Linked DNA regions of Sus scrofa: all the other regions are linked to region 1. Evidence: chromatin contacts called from public HiChIP or PLAC-seq data. All regions are on one chromosome and are shown on one strand. The core of a region is the stretch at or near the end of the contact, and the rest is flanking DNA. Distances in the headings are between cores, read along the strand shown. Region 1 overlaps KLF3 (Kruppel like factor 3). Region 2 overlaps TBC1D1 (TBC1 domain family member 1). Region 3 overlaps TBC1D1 (TBC1 domain family member 1). Region 4 has its middle 150 kb from the start of MIR9840. Region 5 has its middle 170 kb from the start of MIR9840. Region 6 overlaps LOC106504622 (a long non-coding RNA gene).

The links. HiChIP or PLAC-seq counts read pairs in DNA pulled down with a chosen protein or histone mark.
Region 2: an H3K27ac HiChIP or PLAC-seq map of alveolar macrophages shows a contact between it and region 1. The contact joins two enhancer-like sites. A contact is called at or near these places in 13 of 47 Hi-C or Micro-C datasets (adipocytes, embryonic fibroblasts, fetal heart ventricle and 10 more) and 2 of 2 datasets of contacts at active chromatin or transcription factors (alveolar macrophages and skeletal muscle).
Region 3: an H3K27ac HiChIP or PLAC-seq map of alveolar macrophages shows a contact between it and region 1. The contact joins two enhancer-like sites. A contact is called at or near these places in 5 of 47 Hi-C or Micro-C datasets (embryonic fibroblasts, epiblast stem cells, fibroblasts and 2 more) and 2 of 2 datasets of contacts at active chromatin or transcription factors (alveolar macrophages and skeletal muscle).
Region 4: a contact with region 1 is called in an H3K27ac HiChIP or PLAC-seq map of alveolar macrophages. The contact joins two enhancer-like sites. A contact is called at or near these places in 3 of 47 Hi-C or Micro-C datasets (heart right ventricle and liver) and 2 of 2 datasets of contacts at active chromatin or transcription factors (alveolar macrophages and skeletal muscle).
Region 5: a contact with region 1 is called in an H3K27ac HiChIP or PLAC-seq map of alveolar macrophages. The contact joins two enhancer-like sites. A contact is called at or near these places in 3 of 47 Hi-C or Micro-C datasets (heart right ventricle and liver) and 2 of 2 datasets of contacts at active chromatin or transcription factors (alveolar macrophages and skeletal muscle).
Region 6: a contact with region 1 is called in an H3K27ac HiChIP or PLAC-seq map of skeletal muscle, with 13 times the contacts expected there. The contact joins two enhancer-like sites. A contact is called at or near these places in 26 of 47 Hi-C or Micro-C datasets (adipocytes, adipose tissue, alveolar macrophages and 14 more) and 2 of 2 datasets of contacts at active chromatin or transcription factors (alveolar macrophages and skeletal muscle).

The regions. Positions count from the first base shown.
Region 1 is chr8:30,039,340-30,043,802 of Sscrofa11.1, forward strand. KLF3 (Kruppel like factor 3) reads left to right here. Exons shown (of 6, transcript NM_001134352.2): 2 at 1,304-1,399. The coding sequence starts at 1,343. Among named protein-coding and RNA genes, the nearest start is that of KLF3, 17 kb to the left of the region's middle. Within about 2 kb of position 2,047, at least 21 of the 83 cell types and tissues checked have an H3K27ac peak or open chromatin away from gene starts, as enhancers often do. A contact at or near this core is called in alveolar macrophages, mesenteric adipose tissue, omental adipose tissue and 3 more, where this site is marked.
Region 2 is chr8:29,532,155-29,536,617 of Sscrofa11.1, forward strand. The region is part of intron 14 of TBC1D1 (TBC1 domain family member 1); the gene reads left to right. Among named protein-coding and RNA genes, the nearest start is that of MIR9840, 15 kb to the right of the region's middle. Within about 2 kb of position 2,352, at least 39 of the 83 cell types and tissues checked have an H3K27ac peak or open chromatin away from gene starts, as enhancers often do. A contact at or near this core is called in alveolar macrophages, mesenteric adipose tissue, omental adipose tissue and 3 more, where this site is marked.
Region 3 is chr8:29,581,277-29,585,739 of Sscrofa11.1, forward strand. The region is part of intron 20 of TBC1D1 (TBC1 domain family member 1); the gene reads left to right. Among named protein-coding and RNA genes, the nearest start is that of MIR9840, 35 kb to the left of the region's middle. Within about 2 kb of position 2,460, at least 27 of the 83 cell types and tissues checked have an H3K27ac peak or open chromatin away from gene starts, as enhancers often do. A contact at or near this core is called in alveolar macrophages and subcutaneous adipose tissue, where this site is marked.
Region 4 is chr8:29,700,531-29,704,993 of Sscrofa11.1, forward strand. No RefSeq gene overlaps it. Among named protein-coding and RNA genes, the nearest start is that of MIR9840, 150 kb to the left of the region's middle. Within about 2 kb of position 2,236, at least 8 of the 83 cell types and tissues checked have an H3K27ac peak or open chromatin away from gene starts, as enhancers often do. A contact at or near this core is called in alveolar macrophages, where this site is marked.
Region 5 is chr8:29,717,371-29,721,833 of Sscrofa11.1, forward strand. No RefSeq gene overlaps it. Among named protein-coding and RNA genes, the nearest start is that of MIR9840, 170 kb to the left of the region's middle. Within about 2 kb of position 2,166, at least 36 of the 83 cell types and tissues checked have an H3K27ac peak or open chromatin away from gene starts, as enhancers often do. A contact at or near this core is called in alveolar macrophages and skeletal muscle, where this site is marked.
Region 6 is chr8:29,757,770-29,762,232 of Sscrofa11.1, forward strand. It overlaps LOC106504622 (a long non-coding RNA gene), which reads left to right. Exons shown (of 3, transcript XR_002346602.1): 2 at 1,053-1,125. Among named protein-coding and RNA genes, the nearest start is that of MIR9840, 210 kb to the left of the region's middle. Within about 2 kb of position 2,417, at least 17 of the 83 cell types and tissues checked have an H3K27ac peak or open chromatin away from gene starts, as enhancers often do. A contact at or near this core is called in alveolar macrophages, omental adipose tissue and skeletal muscle, where this site is marked.

The sequences.
Region 1 (4,463 bases), core at 797-3,296:
GACCAATGAGATGCGGCTGAATGTTCAGCACGGGGCATATTTTGTCGTGTGAGGAGCAGTGGGTTTGATGTGCATTAGCGCTAGCAGCGAAACTAGTCCAGAACATAGGAGAAAAGGGGTAACACGAGCATAACACAAGAAGAGAAAGACCAAACGGGAGCAGAATGGACAGTTTCTTTGCAAGCTCAAGCTTGGCTTATTTCCTAATGAGGAGAAATTGGAGTGAACACAAGCTAATAGCCTGACTATATACACAGTGCTTAGAAGACAGTAAGAGGTGGAAGGGGGAGCTCAAGACCTGCGTGTAGGCATTTCGCAAAAGAGGAAACGTCCATGCTAAATAAAGAAGAAAACAATGCATCGTTAATAATTCAATCAATGCGGAATAAAAAGAGTTCGCCATTTTTATATGAACAGAGTGGCAATGTCTTGAGGGGTTTTTTTCTTTAATGATAACACACATGGCTGGTAGAAACGTTGGGAAGCGGGTTCTATTTTATGGATGGAAATGATAGAGTATCTGCTGGATGATACAGCAAATGCTTGGGGAAATGTGCGTGCTTCTCACTCAAGAATTCCCCTTGACACAATTGATCCTAAAAGGTCATGAGGGATGTACGGGAGGATATACGTGTCAAGACGCTCACTGCTCTCTGTCCTGGTGAAACTTTGGAAGCAAACCTGAGTGCCCCATAAAAGGAATGTTTAAAAATCTGATGGGTTCACACAGTGGCGCTGGATTTGATGGTGTGGAACCACACGTAACTGAAAAAGAAACGGTTTCCCAGGAAATCATCAAGCGAACTTATGGGAACCATATACCATGCATGCTAAAATCTATTTAAAAAGAGGGTTTGGAGGAATAAGAAGAAAAATATTCACAATAGTTAGTTCTAGGTTGTCTTCTGCCTGCCTGTTTTTGTTTTGTTTTGTTTTCCTGATTTTTCTGAAATGAGCATAAGAGGAAAAGAAAAGGTATTTCCCTCTTCCCGTTGAGCTGCACCTACTCTTCAGCAAGCTTAGCTGCTCAGCAGGGGCTGTACCTATTGTTCCAGAAACGTCGGAGTTTACGTATTTGAGTTAGAAATGGCAGTTGGCTTTCACATGGTTATGACCATGGAATCTGGTGTAAATTATATAAAATGGTATCTTTCACAGGCAAGGGGAACAAGTTCCAGCCTCTCCGAGGGCAGGGAAGAAGAAGGAATGGAGAAGGGGAGTGAGAAATGGTCTATTTTATTTTTACTAGTTTATGTTGAAAGTAACTTCAAGACTTAGACAGACACCTTGTTTTGTCTTCTAGGCCAAACACCCGAGCACCCTAGAAAGCATAATTAAAAGAATGCTCATGTTTGACCCAGTCCCTGTCAAGCAAGAGGCCATGGACCCTGTCTCGGTGGTAAGTTTTCCAAAATCGAACCCCTCTTCTTATTTATTCTAAGTGGTCATAACTTGGGGGTGGAGGGTGGGAAGCTCCTTGGACCTTTTGTGTGTAAAAATACAGTTAAGAATAAAGTGATTTGCTTAAACTCGTTTCAGCCACATGGAGCTGTGACTGCCAGGTGACTGGGGGAGAAGCTAGCCAAAGAATGAACTTGGCGGCCAGGGTGGAATTTCATTTCCCTGAGAAGAGGGAATTAGGGTCATTGTCTTTTCGACACCCTCGTGCTAAGCTACCCTTCTTGTGAGCTAGGTCCCTGTACATGCTTCTCGGGCCACCGGGGACCAGGTAATTAGGGCAGGTGTTATAAGATAGGGGCAACACCAGTGCTGTGAAGGTGGGACATGGGTGACAGCGGAAGTGTCTGACTTCAAAGCTGGTTGAACTTGAGAGGATCTGTCTGGTTTAGTGAACGCAAAATAAGGAACACACTCCCAGCTCTGTCTTGCTCTTTTCTTCCACGGGCTTGGAAGAACACTCACAAGGGGGAGAAAGAAACTTGGCTGGAGCTGGGCATCTGAAGGTTGGTAATGACACGCTTGCAAAAATTAGATCATCCTTATGCGTTGGCTGTGGAGCCTCCTGCCAAAACTGTTTATACAAGACACGGGGGGTCACTCTGAGGCCCTTGGAATGGAGTTGCCATGGAGATTACTAAACGGTGAAGTGTTTACCACTGTGTATAGTGAAAAGTTAAGTCAGAGTGGCTTGAAGGAAATAACATTTACATTCCCCACACGCTAACTGGATAACCATGTATCTGACTAAGAGCAATAAGAACTTTATTAATCAAAAAACTAAATTGATTTCTAGTGTTCTTTGTTTTGTCATGTTCATCAACCTCTTTCCCACAACTATTGTATGATCACATTGGAGGAAAATTAATGTATACAGTGTCTTCATTAATTATATCCATGAACTATGAATAGATTTTTTGGTACTGGAGGATGTGATTATTTCATAAATGATGCAGGACCATTGGTGATGGATTTTACTGTTCAGTTTACTTCCAGTGCTTTTAATCAAGCATGAGAATGTGGCACCAGAGCCTAATTTAAATCTAAAATGAAGTTGGCACCATACAATTGAAGTGCAGGGGCATGCACTGGAAAAAAAAAAAAAAAGGAAATAAAATGAATTCGAAGTAACAGTTGTGCTTGTAATGCTGTAACTTATATGAATACATGGAGTTAAAATATGGAGAAGTATTTTTGCGATTAACCGTCTTTTTCTCCTTCATGCTCTAGTCTGCAACTTCTGATGCTTATAGAATTTAATTAGGTTGTTTCACCAAAAGATAGTTTCAGTCCTTACAACGAAGTTCCCTTTTCTTAATTCGGTGCAGCCTCAGGTAACTCAAACATCTGGGGAATAGGGGCACCGTGATGATTTTACATAACAACATTCAAATTTTACCCTTCCCGCCTTCATAGGTGGAGTGTGTAAGACCTGATTTATGGTTCCTTTATTCCTTTTCTCCTTTTTCATTTCTCCTTTGACCTGAACGTTGAGGTCTTTGTTTACTCAAGCCAATGTTCTAAATGTTAAGCAGGAGGCATTCGTAAGAAGATTTGGTTTAATTCTCTATTTGAATAGAAACATTTGAGTGACTTCTCCCCCCCTTTTCTTAAAAAGTGAGAAGAGCAGAAGCAGTCTGCCTCTTTGATATCTTGTTACAGTTGAGAGAAAGCGAGGCAGTGCCATTGCTCTCTTAGATGCCTTCGTGCTGCCTACCCAACCTTGTGCCCCGAGGTAGGTGGTAAGACTCTGGATGGTCCATCCTGTTACGAAGGTGCAGCACTAGGGAGCAGAGTACAGCCTCCCCTCTGCGCCCTAGATTTCTGCTACTTGCTATCAATGCCATGTTGGCAAAACCATCCACAGCTCCCTGAGCCTCCAGTTAATTTTTCCTTATTTGTAAAATTGGAGATGATTATTTGTAAAATACGAAATGGCAGGTGTACATAAAATGCACAGTAAAGGACTCGTTCTTGCCCATGCACTACCCGAAAAGCTGAAAATTAAAGGATGTAATTCAGGAAGTGAGAAATAAAGACATTTCTTTATTCTTTCTTATTGTAGTTGTCCAGGAAGCTTACTCTTAAAGAAACTGCTTTTTCTTTTTTTTTTTCTTTTCCTTTAATGAAAATTGGCATCTAACAGGCTCCTTACAGATTGAGAAGTGCTTAAAAATCAGTAGCTTCTCTGCCCTGTTCTAACAGAAACTTTTCCTGACTTTGCTGAGCCTGGTAGAAAGAGAGCCTTCTGCTTTCGTTTGCATGCAGGGGCATGGCATTTGCTGTTTCCAGAGAGTTTGTTTATAAATGCTGGGCGCCTTCCTGCACTCGGAACCCCACCCTCAGTATGACGATTCGTTTGACTTGCTATTGCCCTGTCACGGACGGTCACATATTTTTCATTTTAATGAACAGTGAAACAGGGACTCACCCATGTTTCGTGCAGTCGAGCCATGCACTGAAGCCATCTCGGGATGGCAAGCTCACCAAAACTATGTCCCACTAAGTAAGAAGCTAGTAATTCTCACTTTCCTATAAAGTGACAGCATTGGAAAATTTATCCAGACCTCGTGCCTTTGTCCGCATGGCACTTAAAATCATTTTTTCGAGAACAGAGAACTGGTATCATCCTGAGCCTTGTCGGCAGTAAAACCTGGCTCCCAGAGCACGCGGAGGCCTCCCTTCAGCCACTGCTGGTCGAGCACCTGGGCCAGACCCTCGTCTCCCACTCCAGTGACAGGAAGCCACCAGCGAGGAGGTCTGAACACTTGCATGCATGTTACCACAGGGGCAGAACTGTTCTTAATAACGGATCTTCTGGAAAAGTAAACCCATTACCAGCCCTGGTGGGGGTCGGGAGTGGGAGAGACCCCTGCTTCCGTCTTGTCTGCAGGCTGCTCTGTTCCAGCAAAGGGGGCTCCTCCGATAAGCAGTGTGCATGGAGGTGGGGGAGGGGGCTGGATGCCCAGCAGGGGCCAGAGGCATCCTTTCTGCTTCATCCGTAC
Region 2 (4,463 bases), core at 1,102-3,601, 510 kb before region 1:
TATGTCATGGTGTTTTTTTTTTTTTTTTTTTTTGTCTTTTTTGCTATTTTTTGGGCCGCTCCCACGGCATATGGAGGTTCCCAGGCTAGAGGTCTAATTGGAGCTGTAGCCACTGGCCTACGCCAGAGCCACAGCAATGCCAGATCCGAGCCATGTCTGCAACCTACACCACAGCTCACGGCAACGCCGGGTCGTTAACCCACTGAGCAAGGGCAGGGACCGAACCTGCAACCTCATGGTTCCTAGTTGGATTCGTTAACCACTGTGCCACGACGGGAACTCCCTCATTGTGGTTTTGATTTGCATTTCTCTAATGATTAATGATGTTGGGCATCTTTTCATATGCTTGTTGGCTGTTTGTATATCATCTTTGGAAAATGTCTATTCAGGTCCTTTGTCTATTTTTAAATTGAGGTATTTGGTTTTTTGCTGTTGAGTTGGAAAGTACGAATTTTTAAATCAGACTGGCCTGGGCTTAAATCCTGGCTCCTCCATGTACGAACTGTTTGACCAAAGGCAGAATCCTCAGCTGTCTCAAGGGTATGGTAATAACACCAGCCTCATAGAGCGAGGGATGTTGGGGCAACCGATGAGGAAGCAACCAGGAAATGGGAGCTAATGCCGCACGGAAGGGTGCGGGCAGCCTGTCCCTCATGGGGCTTTGGAGGATATAAAAGTAGCTGCCTACTCAGCCCCTCCACAAGTGTTAGTCACTCTTTACTTCCACGTACCCACACCTTTCTTTTTATCATCACTAGACTTTTAGGACAGGCCAAAAGATGTTCCCGGACAGTCAGAGATGCTTCGGCATGTGGAGGATGCTCATGTTGCCAAAAGGAGCCTCTCTGGGCCTCCTGGGCGGTGTGCTGGTGGTTTGCACATGGCTTCAGCTTTTTAGCAATGTGCAGGCCATCGCCTGGAGGCACAGCCCGAGGAAACCGGGGTCCTTGGGCAACAGCTCAGTGCTCCTGCTCTGCCCTGGGCGCACACCTGCGGCGACAGACCCCGCCCCACTGAGCAGCCTGTGCTCTGAATTCACAGGTGCAAAGACCTTGGGCCAAGAGGGCTGACAGATGCAGGGGTCTGGTGTCTTGTCAGTGATGGGAAACACAAGGCTGGGAGTCATTGTGAAGAGATTTGTCATTGATGTTTCACTCTTTACAGTCATCCCAGCCACAGCTTAGAACATCATGCAGCTTTCAGGACGGCCCAGAGGTTGACAAGTGCGGTGAACTGTGACCTGACCTGGCCGACTAAGCACAGTCACAGGCCCCAGAGGTCGGTTCCCTCGTGCTCACCTTCTGTGTAATTTTAAGCTGAGTGCGCTGTACTTGGCTTTTCTGTCTTATGACAGGATATTTTTGTTTGTTTGTTTTCTAAAAATCTGTCCTTTGGAGTGACAGATATAAAAAAAAGTACTCTTTCCCGGATTACTTTGTTTACTGATGAAGGCAGTCACTTTCTCCCCGGCTTTATTTTGCCCTGTGCACGTGTAGTAGCTCTCACTTCTTGCTAACTGAAGCTCAGGGTGCTGGATTTGCCACAGTTAGAGAACTGCACATTGTTGCCTCTTTAATGAGTTTTCTTGGCAAAGGCAATTATGGTAATGTGTAAGAAATTTGCTTGCTACAACAACAGTTTTCAAAGAACATTTGCAGTTGACATGTCCACTCTGAGTTACATAAACACTTAAAGTGTTTGAAATCTATTGGAGTTTTGAATGAATATCGGTGCCTGACTCTTAAGGGACGAGGCTGGCCCAGTGATAGAGAGTTTGCTTCCATTTTCTAGTTGAAAACATCAGAGCCAGAAACATTACTAAAGCTGAAACCCAAGTTTCCCAACTACCAAACAGTCATGGATGCCCCCAAAGAAGACTTCTTCCCAAGCTGCTCTTTCAGGACGTGGGCCCTTAAATAAGGAAGGCCATGAGGCTGGGGTTTTCCAGGTGGAAAGGCCACGTTTCCACATAGAACCCAGTGAGCATTGTGCTGAGGTAGGGGAAGAGCTGGCTTCACTCTTTTAAACCCCTTATTTCATAGTGTGGACTTCCCCATCCCCTCTCCCTGGTAAAGCAGAAAAGTATTTCCTAACTTTGAAGTCATGAGCTTCCTCTCATGGATTCTGCCCTTAGGTCATATCCAGATAAGCATTGTGTAATGGGCTGGGTGGGGTTAGTTTTTTTTAGTGGCAGATGTGTGAGAGGCGGGAGGGAGGGCGGAGGGCAGCCCAGTTTAGAGCTGGGGCTTTTAGCAGTCTGTCCCTTGTCAGAGGCTAAGTCAGAGTTCACTGCAGGACAGGATGGTGGTGCTGGCAGAGCCCATCGAGGGTCCCCACCCTCTGGGCGCCACCTGGGGCCTGTCCTCCCTCTCTCCCTCGGACCTCTGTCCTTGGTCACATTCTCCCCTCCCGAGCTCCTGGTAAAGACCTCTGCTTCCCATTCCCACTTTCTTCCCCTTTCTAGCTGCCCCTGCCTCCAGCATCTTGCCAGCTCTTCTTAGGGAATAGGGGACTGTGATGTGACCCCTTCTTTGTGATCCTTCTAGTTGAGTAGCTTCACATGCCCCTGCCCTGGAGATGACTCCCCAGTGTGCCCGCGCCGCCTGCCGGCTTCCTACGGGCTGGGGCTCGGCCCGCTGCGTGTGCCTTGGGGCTTAAGACTCTGCGCCCCCTTGGGACATCTCCACAGGCCGGTTGTGGACCGAGGCGATGACCCAGAGCCGCGGCCACAGAAACCCCGAATAGAGGCGCATTGACAGACTCAGTGGAAATCCCTGTCTTGGGGAAGTGGGGTTATAAGGCACCTTTTTTCCTTTTCCTTCCTTCCTTCTTTTTTTCCTATTTTTAGTGTTCCTAGTTTCTCTGTAATCAGTTGAAATATTACTTATTTCATGGGAAAAAAAGCCAGTCAGCATATCTAAAACTCTCGCTTGAGCCGGAGCGTAAAAAGCAGGGCTTCCCTTCTTGAATACCGCCGCTTGCGCCTTTGCTTTATCATTTCGGTGCTCTCTGCAGACTGGAATTCTCCCTTCCACCCCCACCCTCCTCCGTCACTGCCCTCGCTCATCCCTCGGGCCTCCGTGATGCTGCAGCTGGTCCTCCGGCCTCTCAGGATGGTTCCTGCTACACCTCAGTCTTTATCATCACGTCAGCAGGGGCCCTGATGTTGTTTTCAGTAAAAGTCCAAAAGCTGCATACACGATCCGGTCCTCACCTAGTGACAGGATGAGGGAGCTCGATCGTGTGTTATTTAATTAACACAGAGAGGTTCTGAGGGCACAGTTGTACGCTAAGCGCTGTACCAGGAATTGGTTTGAAAGTGAATAATGCTAGATAAAGGAGCATGAAGTGTAGTCAGGGAGACAAATAACAAATACTGAGGGAGGAAAAAAGGATGGGAACTGCTGAGTGTATGGATGTCGCCAAGTTCAGGGTTTGGATTGGACTGTGGCTGCAAGAGGGGAAGAGCCTTTTAAACGTCCCCAGAGGATTTCTGTTATTGTCCTGTGTTGATGCAGTGCTGTTTTGTGGCATAGGTTACAGCTTTATCAGGACAAAATGATCCTTTTCCACCCCAAGTTTTGTAAGTATCATTTAAGCACAAATTAAGTATGCTAAAATCTACCCATCTGTGTTATCAGTGTCTGTGTGACAGAATTGTATCTCGATTCTTGATTCTTTCCCAAAACTTTCTTGCCTTGAATGTATGTTCTCCAGTTTTATAATGATAGCCTGTATTTGTCTCGTGTCTTGAGACTACAGAGTTGTCGTCCTTTTCCCCTCCATCATCTTTTGGGTGTTTAAGTGATCTTAAGTGGAAGTTAAGCTCATAAAGCAGGCCCTGGCATTGTGCTCCGTCACCATCTGAGGCCTTGGGGGCACATGCTTGTTGGGGGGGAGGTGTGCCGGGGTGGTGCCCTGCAGCTTGCTGGTTGCAGGAAGCCTTCTAGATCTGCTTCCTGCAGTGGAGTAGGTCAGGTCCCGCACTGACCAGGAGGCAGGCGGGTGAAGAAGCGGGATAAAAGGTAGACTGGGTGACAGACCAGTTCTAAGTCGCAGCTCAGGACCTTGCTTATAAAAGAGGCCACCTTGCAGCCCAGACCAGTTGCCACATTCATGACCTGTGTGGCCTGTCAAGTAGATCCCTTGTTCTGGCCTCTGTGTCTCCCTTCTGCTGACACAGAGAACAAAACAAAACTGTATCTTGCCAGTCCATTAAGACTCGGAAAACCAACCTATTCCTTTAGGTCCTAATAAAACCTTGTTACCCGTGCTTTCACAACATTTCCTTTTTTGTAGCTGCTGACCTCTTTTTTAAGGAAACTTTACAGAGGCCCTGTAAAACCTTAAGTCAGACCTGGAGGGGTGACTTAGAACCACATTCGCTCCTGCTACGGACTGCATGTGTATGTCTCCCCTAAATTCATCTGTGGAAGCTCTCATAGCCTATGTGCTGGTCTTTG
Region 3 (4,463 bases), core at 1,210-3,709, 460 kb before region 1:
GTGACCAGGCCCCTCCTAAGCCTAGAGCTTATTTTACCTCACCTGCTGCAAATAAAATAGAGCAGTTAGGTAAAAGCAAGTCGTGAAATAAAGCTATGTTTTTTAAATAATTGTCCTTCTGAGGATTTCTGATAGTCCAAGAGTGATGGGTTGCACCCAGATGTAGCGGTTCGTGGTTTCATTTGCTGCGACTCCTCAGATGCCAGGCCCAGAAGAGGAAGCAGGTCTGGCCTGGAAAAGGGAGAGAGCTTGTCTGGGGGCCACTTTGAGTCTCTGCACATTTCATCTGCTTACATGAAGGAGCAGCTCTTTTTGTCTCTGCACTTTGATCTTCAGTTAATTGAGAGGCTATTACTTCCCTGGTGCCGTCCTCTCAGTGTGAACCGCTCTGGCTTGTTGAGGCCCTGCTGTTTGCCAGGTTCTGTGTGACTCTGAATAGATGCACCTGTTCTCATTTAATCATGACCACATTCCCAAGAGGACAGGTGGTTTTACCCCCCAGCAACCTAGGGCTCAAAATGGTTAATAACGGGCCCACAGTCTCACTGCCGAGAAGTGGAAAGGTAGGGTTTCAACCTTGGGCCCTCTCACCTCTAATGCTTTAGCGGCTACTCAAGTCCACATGCCTCCGGATGTCATTTAATCAGAGGTTTTCTATATTGTACCTGTAAATTTAGACTGAATTCTCCACCCTCTGATTCTTTACTTTCTGATGTGTACATGCATTTACTCCCTTCTAGAGCTTTCATTGCACACAGAGGTTTTTTTTGCCTGCAGGGGCAAATGCAAGAGCCTTGGTTCCCTAAACCAAAGTCTACACCAGTGAGCACCTCGACCTGGGGCCTGGCTCTAGGCAGGCAGCCTCACTGATGCTGTCACCTCCTGGATGTTAAGCCCCCCCAAAAATATTGTTTTCCTCCCCCTTTTCTATGAAGGATACTTACTAAGGGTATGAGGGTGCTCTTTAAATATTGAGAGTAGAGAAATGGACACAGCTTGGAGAGAGGACAGTTTTTTGTGTGCAGACCTGAGTTGTTTCAGGCATCTATTTTGAACTTGGTATCCTTTATTTCCATGGCTCCTTTACAGCCGTGCGTGGCATCATAACCTCCAGCTTCGTAGAGGGGACGCTGGGCACAGAGGGAGCAACATGCCCTGCACCCTGTCCAAGGTGGCAGAGCTGAGAGTGTCATGTGTGCACAGATACCAGAGCCCATCTAGTGCAGAAAGTGAGCATGTCAGTTGGTAATTGCAAGTGTGGTGGGGGCTCCAGTAGTGTGTGTGCATGTGCTGTGCAAGAGCCAAGGGAGCGGTGCGTGCAGGGTGAGAGCAGTGAGTGGGGCTGGTGGGGAGCTGAGGGAGTTGAGCTCGGCTGGCCTTATCTGCTGAGGGCCAGACAGGAAGTGTTTTAGGCTTTGTGGGCTGTAAGGTCCCATAAGGTCAGCTCAGCCTCTGTAGCATGAATGTGCAGGAATGAAGTGACTGTGTTGCAGTAAAGCTTTATTTGCAAACACACAGTGGGACAACCTCGGTCCACAGGCTGCAGTCGGCTGACCCCCATCACAGCACGCACAAAGGCATGGGAGCAAGAGAGAAGTTCCAGACGAGGGTTCAGCTTTCCCCGCGAAGGTGCGGACATTGGGCAGGGCATGTAGGGCCCCAACATGTGTCTCTGAGTCCAGGTTAGCAGCCTGCGGAAGGTCTCCCGGGAAACAGGCAGCTCTCCACCTGCCTTCCCTCCCATGTGCTCCATCTGGAGCTTGACCTCTGAGGCCTCTGTCAGGCTTTCTGACTTCTCGTTGCCCCTCCCCTCCGCTCCCTGCAGAGGGCGCTCTAGTCTCAAGTTCTACTCCGAGGGTGAGGCCCAAGGTACAGCCTGATTTCTCTGCAGCCTTAGAGTCCACAGGGTGGAAGTGATACTGCCTTCCTTGCGCACAGACGAGCGTGTCATCCTGTGTGTGGAAGGATGGAGGGAGAGCCCTCTGTGATAGCCACAGCTCTGTTTCTGAGCGCTCTCTGGGTGGCAGCCTCAACTCCATTTGGGACACTGTTGCACCCAGGGTCGGCCGAGAACCCAAGGACAGGGCCCTGGAGCTCCCACTCAACACTGAGAGCCGCCACTGAGACAAGGGTCAGTTGACTAAGCCATAAAAATCCCCTCACAAAAGCGGGGGAGGCCCTCAGAATACACAGAAACAAAGAAGGACTGCCAGGGTTGTCTTATCACAGCGAGTGCCGCCTGCCCAGGCAGCCTCGGTTCAGGGTTCAGCGTGAGGAAAAGCGCAGGTGCAGGGGCTTCAGGAGACGGGCAGAGAGCCTCTGTCCGTGTCCTAGGGGCCCTGTTCAGAGCGCGGCCCCAGACACACCCCATCGTCAGGTCACATAGGAACTCCCGCAGAACCGGCCCCCGCCCCAGACCTGCTGAGTCAGAGCTGCATTTCACCAAGATCCCCAGGGGAGTCTCGGCCCGGGGCCTCAGCAAGCCCGGCGCTTCCCGGGAAACGCACTGGACAGCTCTCTTCCTAGTTGCGCTTGGAGGAGAGAAACCAGAATCTGAACGAGGTTCCTTTGTTCAGAAGGTGCTCCTCAAAGTCACAGTGGCCCCTTCTGCCTTGCGAGGAGCCCTTGCTGTTTGGGGAGTGTGCATCGTTGAAAATTAGTTTTTGAAAGGCTGGTCGGTGCCGCACCAGGAGGATGGGGAGGGCGGCTTTCCTGCTGGCTTTGTTTAGAGTCTCGTGAGTGTGGCAGTAATAAAAAGCAGAGCAGCTTTTAGACGGGTTTGTTGTCATGTTTCAATTCAAGCACTGCGCCCCGAAACCTGGGCAGATGCTCCACCCTCCAGCTCTTGGTGCCACTGAGACCACCAGGTGGTGGGGGGAGGGTCTGGGGTGGGGAGGGTGGAAAATACGTGGCCTGTTCTGCAGCCGTCAGAGTTGATGGCTTCGTTACAGCGCGTCCATGGACGGCAAAGAGAAACACTGAGGCTCCGATAGCAGATGAGCCAAGAACATAAAGGGCTTCACAAAAGGTGACTCACTTAGCAAACAAATATCTGGGAGACTGTTTAGCTTCGTGCATAATTTAAATTTAAATAACATATAATGCCTTTTACCTTTCTAGAGGAACAACATGAAACACTGACATGCCAATACCCAATGCCAAGGGTATACTGTAACTGGCACATTCTTATGTTGCTCTCGGCATTGTTGTTGATTATTCCCATTTGGAAAGCAATTTGGCAGTGTGTGGCATGAGCCAGTACAATATTCATACCCTTTGACCCAATAATCCCATTTCTTGGAATGTATGCTTAGGCAATAGTCCTAAATCCAGGAAAAGCCTGGATGTTTAGAGTTGTCATGTATGACAAATTTGAAGTAACTAGATAGCCAGCATGTGATGCCTGGATTAACATGGTGATTGACGGTCGAGTTGGTAGAATACCATGAAGTCATTATAATGACAGTTGTGAAGAACATACAGCGACGTGAAAAAGCGTTGTTCAAGGACCATGGCAGTCCTGTCATGGCCAGCCACACACTGCCATGGCCAGGGATAAATTCCCAGGCAGAACTGCAAGATCAAGGGTAATGAAGCAATTAAGCAGAGATGACTGACCCAGGACGGTTCCTCAGCTGAGAGCGCTTACTTAGGGGCTCATCAATCCCTATCAAAGGCCAGCAGTTTCATCCCCAGGTTTTCCAGGTTAGGCGCTCATTTAAAAACCTTTCTCTGTGGGAGAAAAACAGTGTGTGTGTGTGTGACGTTTATTCCACACCGTGTTTTATAATACACACTAATGTCTCGGCAATCTCGGTTTTAATGTGTGTGGTTTTTACTGTTTGAGCTATTCAGAAGTTCCATGATGTGGCATCCTTTGTAATTTTGCTGCACACACACACACAAAAAGTGAGGCTTTCATGGCAGGTGTGTGGAAGCAGACCCCTTAGCTCAGTGGGCAGCAGCTCAGCTTGCCCAGCTTGTGTCTCATCATTCCCCCAGTGATGCCAGGAGGCAGGTGTTACCACCCCTACGCTGGAGGCCAGGAACAAGGCCGGGAAGGGTCAGGCAACTTGCTTAAGGTCATTCCAGGAGTCGCCAGTGGAGCCCCCATTCAAGGGCTGACTCAAAGCCTCTGAATCAATTTTCTTGATTCTGGAATGGAGACGATAATCCCTGCTGACGTCATGGTCCCTCTGAGGGACAACAGAGAGTCCGATCAATACAGTAACTACACGCATGCACGCAGACACACAGATGCAACATGTATTATTAGTTTTTCAGCGTAGAATGACTTTTGTGCCCAATTAGTAGTGGCCATTGAATTAAATTGGAAACCAGGAAGCTGAAAAATTAAAGATGAGAAAATAAGGTTGCCGGAAATGGTGAGAAAGTCAGCATGGACTTTGAAAATTGATTTCAGAAAAGATAGGACTCCTTCAAGCTTGAATGCTAATAGGATG
Region 4 (4,463 bases), core at 986-3,485, 340 kb before region 1:
ATGCCTGTCCCTACGTGCTCAAATGCTCACACAAAATCCCAAAGAGGGCCATGCATTCAGGGTATCTTCTTTCCAAAAATGGTTTCGTTGCAAAAACACCAAGCAAATTTCTGTATTTAAGATGACCAGTTGGGTCTGGTCTTTGAATGGTCTCCCCTTAAAGGGCTTCAGGGCAATCCGTAATATTGACACTTGCCTTTAGAGCCCTAGCCAGCCATTTATGAAGTCTAGTTAATGAACTTTAACAGATGGTAATAACCACACCTCAAGTATCATCCCAATAAAATCCAGTAATTAGAACACCACCTTTCCTATCATTTTCAGTCCAGAGGGCCACACCCTGTCCCCTAATTGCCATGGTTCACAGGGTACAGCCTTAGGAAACAAACAAGGAAGCCCTTCTCTGCCAGTTCTTCCTCAGTCTTTTGCCAGTATACTGAGTGGCACTGTCCCTTCCTGCCAAATAAACTGTGCTGTGGATTAGAAATGAATTGTTACCTCTCTTAAATGATGTTTAAAGTTCTGGGTATTTGCAGTCATCAGAGGTCACTTCACCAGCTGGCTAACTCATGGGTTGTTGCAGAGACCTTGAGGAAGCAAGCAATTTTGCAAGTGTCCTACTCTCTCTCTCTCTCTCTCACACACACACACACACACATACACACCCACACACGGTCAAGGAAAATGGATGAATTGACTTTGGAGGTTTTCTAGCTCTTCTAAACAAAGTGGTCAGTTCTTCTCTGGATGCTTTTTAAAATTTCCTTGGGATTAAGGCACCTTAGGACCTAAGCTGAATTTATTTCCGAAGTCTCCTTCCACGTTAATCTGGTTCCTACATAAAACTTTCTTGAAGGTTGGAAAACAGGGTAAAAATGACGGTATAAGAGAAAACAGAGACAGCCATGTGTGGTATGAAGTGTGAGTAAATTCACATCCTCTCAGGGAACATAGGCATGGCAGAGGGACAGTGGAGATGAAATTGCAGGTGAGAAAACTGTGTTGAAAACTAGAGAGAAGTGCTTGAGGTAAGAGGTAAAGCGTACATTTGAGTGGCTCTAGGAGATACTACCTAGGTGGGTTATGGGACTACACTTCTAGAAATTCCTTTAGAAAAGAGAATATTCTCCTGACTACTTTAATTCCCTCGAGAGGCAGCAGAGTGGGTAGCATAATCTTTATGGGGATGCTAATTTTTATTCCCTCAATTTTCTGATTTCCCTTTCTGGCAGTATCTGAAAAGGTCATACTTTCTGTTGGCCACCTTCCTCTTATTAGTCAAAATCCTTTAAAATTTCGCCTTCTCCACAGAGCCTTTTTAAGCAAACTAGAAATAGATTTTAAAGTCTATTTTTTTTTCTTTCCTGAAGAAAGAGAGGGAACTGACATTTCATAAGGGCCTCCAAAGCGCCAGCTCAGTCTTGGCGCCTTGGTTTATCTTACTTCATCAAATCTTCATGATGGCTGTGTCTACGTGTTCAGTATATTTCATTTATTTTATGTATATTTCAGATGAGGAAATTTTAGAAAGATTGAATCATTTACCAATGGCTATGAAAATTAACCCAAATAATTAACTCTAAAATTCATGTAATTAACACTAAAACTCATACTTTTTCCCTATTTCGTACTGCTTCTAAACTTGCCCTCTTTTTGCACACATATAGACAGACATGCAGACAGACAGACACACAAAACCTAGCTTCGACATTGAACAAAATGTAAAGATTTTTATTTGTACCTACATAATATACCTGTACTATTTGTAAGAACTATTTTTAAGCTTTCTGTGACTGGCTCAAATACCGAGAGCCCACATACACATTGAGGGAAGGGACCTTTTCATCTGTTTCTATTCCTCCTCCCAGCAGCCACCTTGGCTTTAGCCCACACAGTGCCTGCACTCAGTAGATGTTAGTACATGTTTGATACCCAACTGAGGAGAAGGGACCTAACCACTGAATTAGCTTTTTCATTAGTCTTCAAAAATCCTGGCAAGGAAGCCCATGAGAGTGTGTCCCATTTATAAAGGAGAACCCACTATAGATGCCTTTAATTAATCTGGCATCGAAGCTGCTCTTTTAGAAATTAAATGTCCTAACTGGTATTCTAATTTAGAAATCTCAATATTTTAAAAGGAACTGGAGGTCTTTGTCAACAGCTGAGGATATGACTGGGCACTGTGACCTGGCCTTGTCAAAGTCCTTTCAAGGCTATGAGATTGTAATACATGATGAGTCAGGGCCAGAACTAATGCTGGTGACGTCAGGCTGATCCATTTCAAGGGCCTGAATGTTACACGGGCAGCATATGCTGTTTTGCATATCTTATGGGATTCCAACCACAACTGACTATTAACTAGATTTTTAAATATTTCTCTTATGTTACCATGTTAGACTATTTTGTCAGCCCATCATGGATTTAGAGACGTGCATTAGTCAGGGTTCCAGCAGGAATAAGGGGGTATGAGCAAAGGGGAGTAATTGCGAAGTGTTTTATTTTTTATTTTTAATTTTTTTGGCCACTCCTGTGGCAAGCAGACGTTCCCAGGTGAAGGACTGAACCTGTGCCAGAGCAGTGACCCAAGCCACAGCAATGACAATACCAGATCTTTAACCTGCTAAGCCAACAGGCAACTCCCAGAAGAGTATTTTAAAGGGACAGTTTACCAAGGAGTGTGGAGTTAAGGGGAACTGACCAGGGATGGAGCAGGTGCCAGGATGGATTAGCAACACTGAGGAGGAGGTTCCGCCCTTGGCCTGAAAGGACAAGAAGAAAGATTGGTCACTGGAACCTGGAGGAAACTGCTGTGTGCAGAGGGCCACTGTGACCTTCAAGTAGCCACAGGCAGCAACCTCGAAAGGGATGAGCTGGAGAAACCAACATTTTGACTTCACTCTTTTCCTACCCTGTCCTCTCGCCCATTGGTTGGACTCCTCCTGGGGCAGTTGAGACAAGTCAGCATTTCCAGGGACCAGGGCAGAGAGAAGGAGAGGGGAGAGAACTGACCTGTGGGCACACGGAAATGTGCAGTGAAGCAGCATTCCTCACCTCTTCTTGTTGGAGACTGTCTCTACCAGATGTTAAAAGAGTTCTTTAGGAACAGCAGAGAGGTTGGGTGAGAAGATACGTTTGGAGAACACTGGGTTAAGAGAAATTAAAGAGACCTTTACTTCAGGGCCTCTTAGGAGCTCTGAAATATGCATTGTGGTTCTTTAATGGACCACACCTCATTGGTCCAGTAGTTTGCCAGGCCACACTATTTCCCAAACTTAATTAGCCATGACCATGGATGCTTTACTGTAAGAAGTATCTCATAGCTCTCGCATCATGAAGAGCTTGCTTTAGTTTAAAACCTATTGATTAAAGGCGAAAGCAAACAAACAAAAAGACTGAAAGGAAAATTAATCAGGAAATCTTGGAAGCTGTCTTTGCTAAGTTCAAGGCAACCATACAATTTTTCACAGTTAATGAAAAGTGACCCCAAACAAAAATGGAGCATCACCTTGTATTTTACTAGTCTGCATTTGGCTTTGATGTGCAGGAGTGAGAGGCCTCATGTAGAGAAGGCTGGGCCAAGGCCCATGATGTCAGCCCCACATGGGTCTAGCTGGTGATGCTGTCACTCTCTTCTTTTTTGCCAAAACACGGCAAATGCCAGTTGCCTCTCAAGACCACCCACGGTTGCCCCATTACCCGCTGCATGTGGGTGGCCTCTCTGTACTTGGCAACAGGCCAGCCTGATTCTCACATTGGCATTGGCTGATCTGGCCATCCAGTCAACTCATCTTGGTTTTCCTTATCACTCAGCTCTCTGAGACACAGTATGGAAAAACCAACCAACTAACTGCTTATCTTGTTGATTGATCACCAACTGCATAAGTAGTAGTTTCCTTGATAATATTACTAACAATCCTCTAGTCATCTAGAGTCTTTTACTTCTCTTAAAGATCCCCAAGTTGGAGTTCCTGTCATGGCTCAGTGGTTAATGAATCTGACTAGGAACCATGAGGTTGAGGGTTCGATCCCTGGCCTTGCTCAGTGGGTTGAAGATCTGGCATTGCCATGAGCTGTGGTGTTGGTTGCAGATGTGGCTCGGATCCCGAGTTGCTGTGGCTGTGGCGTAGGCCAGTGGCTACAGCTCCGATTTGACCCTTAGCCTGGGAACCTCCATACGCCGCGTGAATGGCCCTAGAAACGGCAAAAAGACAAAAAAAATCCCCATGTTTTCTTCTAGAAGCATCACAACAGCTCTGGGACATAATTTTGGGTCTTTACCAGTAGAGAAACCAAGTCTCAGGAACTTGAAGAGACTTACTCAAGGTCACTTGGCAGCGTTGGGACTGGAAATTGGGTCTTTTGGTCTAGAAAATACAAAAAGACCAAAAAAAAAAAAAAAAAACCCCACAAAAAACCCATTTCTACTCTTCACTGCTTCTAATTCTTCTTCTTCTTCTTTTTTT
Region 5 (4,463 bases), core at 916-3,415, 320 kb before region 1:
TGTTAGAAATGCAAATTCTCAGGCCTCATCCCCGAAGTGTGAGATCAGGACTCTGAGGGTGGGGCTCTGTGGTCAACGTTTTTAAGAAGCCCTCTGGGGGCTTCGGATGCATGCTGAAGTGTCTGAGAAAGATTGGATGAGTCTACCACGTTGTAGTCTAAGTAAGTGTTTTGATCTGAACTCCATGGTTGTCTGTGAGCTCTTGAGGGCTGATATGGTCTCATAGCCATCTTTTCTCCTCTAATCCTTAGTCCCAACAAGGCATAGGCAGATGGATGGACTCGCTGTTTTGAAGGACCAATCTGATAGATGAGCTCTTCCCTGAACCCTTCAGTGGTTCCCATCGCTCCTTACCGTTTTCTACGGATCTTCAGTCTGCAGCTTAACTTTCACTTCCACATTCAAGCCTCCCACAATGTCCCCCCACAGACACACAAGGTCAGGATCCCTGGGAGACACCTGCCCCCATAACCTCCTGTGCTTTCCCCCCAGACAACTGACACTCTCTGATTCTTGGTGTCCTATCTGTCTCACCCACAGATTGAGTTCCTCGGGGTGGGGACCCTGGGTGCATTTCTGCACTCTGGTGCCACTAAGGTCTGTAGCACAGAAGGAGCCTTTCCCTTGGGGTCCCACCATCCTGTGCTCGGGTGTCTATGCCCCTGGGCTCGTACATTTCCAGGTCCTACTCCCAGTTCCTTCCCCGGGAGCGGGGAGTCCCAAGCAGGGCGCCTTGACCTGCCCCAGCTTGCTCACCACTGGCCTGCGTGTGGAATAAGGAAAGAGCAGGGGGAGTTCCCCAGCAGCTCTCTGATAACCTCGCCTCAGCTGTCCCATTTCCCTTTGACTCCCCCTGGTTTTTTGTTTCCTGGCGCAGAGCAAGTGCTTTCGTTCCTGACTCTGTTTTTCTGACATAATCTGATCAGAACGGGGGAATTCTCCGTGAGAGCACGCTGATTCATTCTGCAAAGCAGTGCCTGACAGCACCTCCTGCGTCCAGCTGTCTCCCAGATGCTGGGCACAGAGCACAGAGCAAGACTGAGAAAACCCCAGCCTCAGGAGGCCACATTCCAACCAAGGTCTTTGATTTGAGTTAACAGAGCAGAGTGACATGTCCCAAAGAGAAACCTCTTGCCGGATCTGAGAGACTGTGTTGACTATGAAGGTGAGCTACGCGTTTAGGGTAGATTGAGAGGTGTGGCCTGGGTCTCTGAGAGGTGTCTAAGTTTTCCCTAAGGGCTGGAGGCATCCGTCCATCCAGGGCTCTCGGGGCATAATTCTCATCCCTAGGATTCGGTGGGTTTCCAGAGTCTGAGGTGTCGTATTCACTCCTGGGTTAAACTTGGCTGTAAGAGAATGTTCTACACTTGAGAAATTCATCTGGGGGGAGAAATGAAACCAAGAGCCAACTTCTTCATCCTCTCTGGTAATCCACCTGTTACTTGCTCTCCTAGAAGCCTGGGCTTTCTCTTCAAATCCCTTCATTTTTATAGGGTTGTTAGTTTAATAATCTCTCCCTCCTCCTCCTCCTCTCTCTCTCTCCCTCCCTCCCTGATCTGTGAGCTCATCAGGGCAGGGCTTCCTCTGGCTTGCTCACTGCTTATCTCTAGAAGTTCCTTTCCTGCCTGACACACTGTGACACTCTTAAAATGGGGGCCGGGGGTAGAGGTGAGGGAATAAATCCTGAGCTATTGCTTAGACCTGCAGTGCTTGTGCTTTTGAGGTTTTTATCGTAGGGCAGATGAGTTTTATTTTTGAAATGTATGGCCTAATGTAGTCCTTATCAATATTTTTTACACTCTTCTTTCAATTTTTGGAGTAAATCTTATTTCATTACAAGGAACCACTGCCAGAGTCCCCGTCATGGCTCCGTGGTAATGAGCCCGACCAGTATCCATGAGGATGCAGATTTGATTCCTGGCCTCACTCAGTGGGTTAAAAGATCTGGCATTGCTGTGGCTGTGGTGCAGGCCTGCAGCTACAGCTCTAATTTGATCCCTGGCCTGGGAACCTCCATGGGTGTGGCCCTAAAAAGACACAAAACAAAACAAAACAAAACAAGACAAGGAACCACTGCCTTTTTTTAAGGAGTTTCCCCCAGGGCAGGAAATTTGCATTCTGTGCCTGGCTCTGCCTCTAATCAGTTAAGCAACCTTGAGTCAGTGCCCTTGCCTCTCTAGCCTTGAACGTTCTCCTTGAAGCAGCAACTGATTGGTCTTCATGATCCTGTAGGTCCCCCCAGCTCTAAAATGCCAACTCTATTCAGCCAGACCTGGCACTTCAGCAAGGGCTCTGCATGAGGTGTTAGGGGGGCAGTGGGGATCTGCCAGGAGTTTCTTTTCAGGAGCAGAGGATGATAAGGAGCCATCAAGTGTCACGTCCACCTATCTAAGTTGCCCAACCATCCCTCCACAGTGATGTTGGGGGAAGTGCCATCAACCACAGAAGCCTGACACCTGCCAATTCTGCCGATGGGTGGGTTGTTGGGATCATTTTCCAGGCCTGCTGAGACATCAGGCTTCCTCATGTACATGCTGGGGCCGCTCAGATATCTTCGGACTCATGACCCCTCTTTGATACTCTGCAAACAGACCCCCTAAAACCTCCTCTCCAGTGCCCGATGTCTAGATATCTTCTAGATCTTGCCCCTTCTGGACTTCCTTTGGAGTGGGTATGGTGATTCATGGACCACACACACTGGCCATCTAATTTTCCAGCTGGGCTCATGCCTTCTACTCCCTAGCCCGGGCCTTGCCAGCTCCCTGTAGACCTGTCAGCACACTGATGGTTAAGATTTCATTCCTCAGGGGCTGCATTTCAACTCAGCTATTCATTTACTTTGAACAAGAGGCCACATAACCACTCTCCATGCCTGGGTTTTCTCAACTGGAAAACAAAAATTAAAAGCAAACTTTGGCTTATATTTTCTGTGAAACGGCATTGGCTGTCAAAGTAATTGGTCACCAGGAGTCACACTGGAGGGAGCTTCTTTTTTTTTCCTTTTTCTTCTCCTTCCTCCTCCTCCTTGACCTCCACTCTTCTTCTTCTTCATTCCCCTACTTTATCTTTTTCTAATGTGACATTGGAAAACACGGATCTTCACTCACACACACACACACACACACACACACACACACACACACACAGAAGTGCTGGAAAACTGAGAAAAGTTTAATCATTTTTTGTAAAATTGAATGCCTGTGTATTTACCACCCGAGTCAATAAACAGTATAGTGTCCGCTCCAGAAACTTCCCAGGTGCCCTTTCCAAGAGTAAGCTCTTCTACCCCCCAACTGGAACCATGACCCTGAATTTTATCGTTTTCTCTTTGTTTAAAGGCCAGACAGAGGTTTCTTTACTGCTTCCATAGACTTCTTCATTCAACAGCACTAATGGCTAGTGTCCATGCAGCGCTTCCCATGTGGCAGGCAAGTTTAGAGCACTTGACAACGCCCAACTGTTTTCATCCCTACAGCAACCTTATCAGAGTGCTGTTAGGGTTGTGCTGATGAGGAAACTGAGGCACAGGTGGTGAAGTAAATTGTCCAGGGTCACACAGCTAGTAAGGAGCCTGGATTTGAACCCAGAGAGTCTGACTCAAGACTGCACTCCAATCAACTGTACTGCTTCTCATTAAATGGGATCTGGAAACTGCACTGAAATTCTGAGACCTGTAAAGCCCCTCTCACAGACGTATAAGAATATTATAGGAGCAATATTATAGCCTTAGGACTGAGGGAACCCAACTCTCCTTCCATGTTTGCAGTGAAACTAATTTAGTTCTGTGTGTGTGTGTGTTCCCTTTCGGGACTTCATGCTCCTATCAAGGTTCAGTTGACAGCATCACCTTTGGTGGTCTCTTCCAATACCTATGGGGCTAAATTTCCCAAGGCCCAAGCCCCTTCGGAGGCTGACTCTCATTACCAGGATGTCATAACTCAGCTCTTTCCAAAGATTTTGCCACAAAGGACTCCTTTCCTTTTCTTCTTCTTTTTTTTCGTCTTACTTTTTAGGGCCACACCTGAGGCACATGGAGGATCCCAGGCTAGGGGTCGAATCGGGGCTTACTGCTGCCAGCCTACATAACAGCCACAGCAATGCAGGATCTGAGCCGTGTCTGCAACCTACCCCACAGCTCACAGCAACACCAGATCCTTAACCCACTGAGCGAGGCCAAGAATCAAACCCGCAATCTCGTGGTTACTGGTCAGATTCATTTCTGCTGCACCACAACAGGAACTCCAAGGACTTCTTAGCTTTATTTCCTCTGCTTTGACTAAGTAAAAATAAAAGTCCCCCTTTCTTGGCATGTTGCAGTATTTAAAGACATAGATCTATCAAACCTGACTTCTGATCACCAGGAGATTAACTCATAACCAGTGAAGCTCAGTTCTTATGCTTATTAGCTGTGCCAGCAGGTGATAGGCAAGAACAAATCTGATTCCATGTTGCATTTGTTTCTT
Region 6 (4,463 bases), core at 1,167-3,666, 280 kb before region 1:
AGCCCAGACAGTCAGCTATCCCAGGTCCAAAACCTGCCAGAGAGAACAGGAGTTTGTAGAGTTGGTAGTAAGAGAATTACAATGTACACTGCAGGGGGGAAGAGATGTGGCTTTTTTACTGTATCTCTGCCTTCCAGAACAGTGCCGGTGGACGCTTGGCCTTCAGGTGCCTTTAATAAGGCACTCACGTTGACAGTCTGTTCACTTAAGGTGCATTTTGACAGGGGCCTTGAAGTCAGATGGAAAAGAAACAATACCTTTGGCACTGCATGGCCCGAAGCCCAGGGAGAGCCTGGGGAGGAGTTCTGAAGCATGCACTAGTTCTGGAATAACTGGGTGCTGACAGGTCATTTTTTCTCCATGGTGTAGCATTCTCTCATTTTTTTTTTTTCCTTCCTCAACCCAAACTATAATTTCTTAACCTGGGAAAGAAAACTTTTGCAGCAGGAGAGATAACCCGAGGGCTGGCTGGCAACAGCTTCCTTCCTAGTAAAAGAAAGAAGCAAAAAGTTCACTTTTGTCTCTACATTGGATTTGTATATAGAAGATAATTGATATTCTCTTGTGAATGGTGCTTATTTACAGAAAACATTGTTTTGGCCTTGGTTCCAAACACACATGAAATTTCACTCTAATTTGCATGCATCTATAATTTTTTTTTTTTTTTTTGGTTTAAAATGGTGACTTCCCAAGGGTATTTTTCTAGACCAGCAGAAAAGACTGAACCAAAGTTTCTTGTAAAACTACCGTGCAAGAGTTCCCGTCATGGCGCAGCGGAAATGAATCCAGCCAGGAACCATGAGGTTTTGGGATTTGATCCCTGGCCTCGCTCAGTGGGTTAAGGATCTGGAGTTGCTGTGAGCTGTGGTGTAGGTTGCAGACGTGGCTTGGATCCCATGTTGCTGTGTCTGGCATAGGCTGGTGACTGCAGCTCCGATTTGAGCCCTAGCCTGGGAACCTCCATATGCTGTGGGTACAGCCCTAAAAAGCAAAAACAAACAAACAAACAAAAAAGCTACTGTGCAGACACCTCTGCCTTTGTGCTATTCCAGGGGAAACCTCCACTCACTGTGAACACGTTTAAAAGATATAATCAGGGGAGCCAAGATGGAAATGGGCAAAATGGTAAGTTAATGGCAATCACGTTTTTTGAATTTTCATATTTCTTAGGGTTTCTCCTGAAATAGAGTGATAGCTATGAATCTCCGATGTAAAATGGTACCTGCGTGTTGACTTGGTATATTACAAGGAACTTGAGTGATCTTCTGAAATAGTTCTCATTTCTCATGGCCCAGCAAGAGTTTTACTTTACATTTGCCAACACTCTAGTGGAAATATTCAGTTGTGCATTCACCCCACATGGAGTTCCCTCTATGGGCTGGGCTTAGGACACCAAGGTGAGGACCCACCCTTGAGGAACTCAATCTGGGAAGCAAGACCTTACGTCCTGTTGGATGTGGGTTTTCATCTGGAAGTGACAAGAAGAGTGTTCTGAGAGCACGGAGGAAGAAAGACTTAATTCCATCTGGACGAGTTGGTACTTGCAGGAGTTAAGAGCCCAGGTGCTGGGTACAGGCTGCTACGATTGAATCCTGGCTTCATCGTTTTCTAGCTGTGTGACGGGGGCAAGTTTCTAAACCTACCCAAGCCCTGGTTTCAACATCTCTGTAAGGTGGGAAGAATAATGAGACCCACATCATGGATATTTTTTTTTCCCCTGTGGTTGTCAATGGGATGTACCAGCGCAAGCACTCGGTGTGTGTTGCTGAGGATCGCGGGGATGGCGGTGGGGGAGGTGGAGTGAAGATGAGGGCGAGGGGATGGAGAAGGCATCACAGATTCTACAGGGTCAGGAGTTCAGTGGGCAAAGGAGGAAAATGTGGAAGACGGAAGGACATTCCAGCTGGGGCCCTGTGTTGTGTTTTATAACAAGCCCCTGGGTGATTCTGATGCACAGTGATGGTCAAGGTCCACTGAGGCTTTTACGCAAGCGAACAACAAGCTTGGATTTTCATTTTTGGAGAGAACACATCAGTGGCTGTCGGAAGGATGGTGATGAGTCTTGAGCTCAGGGCATCGTGGGGGGAATATGCAGACAGGGAATGATGTCTGTAACAGCAGGGACACGAAGGGAGTGGGTGCCTGGAAGACATTAAAGCCTGGAGGGGACCAGATTGAAGGGTGGGGAAGAGGAGGAGGCAGGCCGAGTCCGGGGGATAGTGGACACAGGGCTTTAATGCCAGTGACTAAATGGTGCCTCTGCCGTCTTGCTGAGACCGCTCATTTGTCCCTCCCTCTGCCTCCTTCATCACTGCCAAAGTGACTGACAGCACAGATTGGCATCCTTGCAGGAGGTCTGGTTCTCCTCTGGAATGCACTGCTCTCTCCAGCCACAGCCGTCACCTCCCCCGTCGCCCCCCACGGTCCAGGGACTCATTCCACCAGCCGCGGTTACTGCCACATAGGCTGATGAGTCACTCTCCCAGAACAGCTGGTGGCCAACATACTTCTCTTGTCCACGGTTGGGGAGCACTTCCAGGCCCTGCCCCGAACCCTCCCCCACACCAAACCCTTTGGTGTGAGCTCCCTTGGCCAAGCCAGCCACCCACATCTCTGGGATGGGAGGGTCTCTGGTCCAAAATTATACTCCAATTACTGCCCTGTCTATATTTTAAGCGAGATGATTAACTCATTAGTGCTTTATTATTGCCACATCTAAGGTAGAGCGACTGTAGGAGTGAAGACAGTAGTGCTGCCGTTTTGGTAGAAATGCGGATTCCTGAGTCCTGCCATAGACCTCCTGAACCACTGGGGGGTCGGGGGGTGAGGTTAGAAACCAGGGAATTTATATTTTTAATGAGCAGCCCTGATGAGTCTTCAATTACCTAAAAAGCGATAGTGGTGGCCCTGGAATTTCTTTTGTACTATTTCCTACCCACTCTGCAGCTGGAATGACCTTACACTCTTGGGGGCCCTTCTAGCTTGCTTGGAGAAAGCTAGGGCCTCCTGTCCAGGGGGACACCCATCGCAAAGCTACCAGCTCAGCCCTATTGTTGCCCTGTTCCTTTTCTTGATCCATTAGAGGCAGCCTGCAAATTATGCACATGCACAGGCAGCAAGTCCAACATATCTGCTTAAAAAAACCAGGCATTCTCATATTTGAAATAACAGTGTTGGCTTACATTGCAATAGTCCTCTTTCAGAAGATAAATTTGCTGTACTCCCAGATTTCAAAGAGTCGTGTGGACTTATCACCCATAAGATGTTTATAAAATTATTTTCCTTGGTCGGAGTAATGAATTGCTCCTAAATGAAGTCCCCTCTCACCTTTCCCTCCAACCCCTTTCCCCCATGACTCATCAAGGCCAAGTTCAGCCAAGCGATCTGTGCCACCAGACCTCAGCTGGATACCATCCATGCACAGCTAACTGAGCCCCTGATGACATCACAGGAAGGCACCATGGTCAACGTGCTTTGAAAGAGGAGTGACAGGCATGTAGGTTCAAAAAGGATTCCAAAAAAGAAATTCGTTAGAGGGCTCTGGGTAATTGGTTTGGTTTCCTAGTTGAGCAAGTTTCCCAGAGGTGAGTGTTCACTGGGTTGAGAGCTGAGGGGATAGAAGGAGGAAAAGGCATGAGCCACACCCTTGCAGAGCCTAAGGTAAGGCTGGCAAGACGAGACATGCACTCCAAAATTCAACCCCAATACAAGGCAGTAAATGTTAACGAGTGATTGGACCTCAAATGCTGGCGCCTTTCAGAGGAGCGGGCGAGAGATCGCCTAGGGCTGGAAGTCAAGGAGGGCTGAAGGCTGCCCTGACATTTGTGGAAGGTGAGGAGAGACGGAAGGCAGTGGTGGAGCTCTGGGTAGAGATGGAGTGAGCACGAGGCACAGTGTGGGGAGAGGACAGATTCTCCTGCGGCAGTTAGTAAACGGCTCTGGATGAAGCCTGGGGCTAGGGTTGGGAATGGTAAGAGCTGAAGTTCAGGTTTCATTTCTAAACATTTACCAAATACTTATGTCAGACCATGTTCAGACCTTGACTGACATTGTGTTTGTGTCTTACGACAACCCCAAGGGGCAGGTATTATCCCATGTTCCATTTTAACGTGAGACAGGGGCTCAGAGAGGCTGGTAGCTAGCCCAAAGTCACACGGCAAGGGGGTGGAGAAGCCAGGGGAAAAACCCAGGTCTACTTATGTCCAAAGTTTGTGTGGTTCATGGGGCTCTTTCTGTCCTTTTCCCCCTTCTGCAGGTCATAGTGCTGCCTAGAGGAGAGGCTTAGCAGAGGGAATCAAGTCAGGCCAGGAGGCTGGGTGTTCCTGCCTGTGCTGGTGTCCCATAGCCTCAGCCTGGCAAAGGCTGTATTTTTTGTCTCATTCACATGGCCTTGGGAGTGGTGCTAAGGCTAGGAAGGGATGGGCCAGTACTCCCTCTCTGGCCCTTTTAGTCCATCTGCTTTA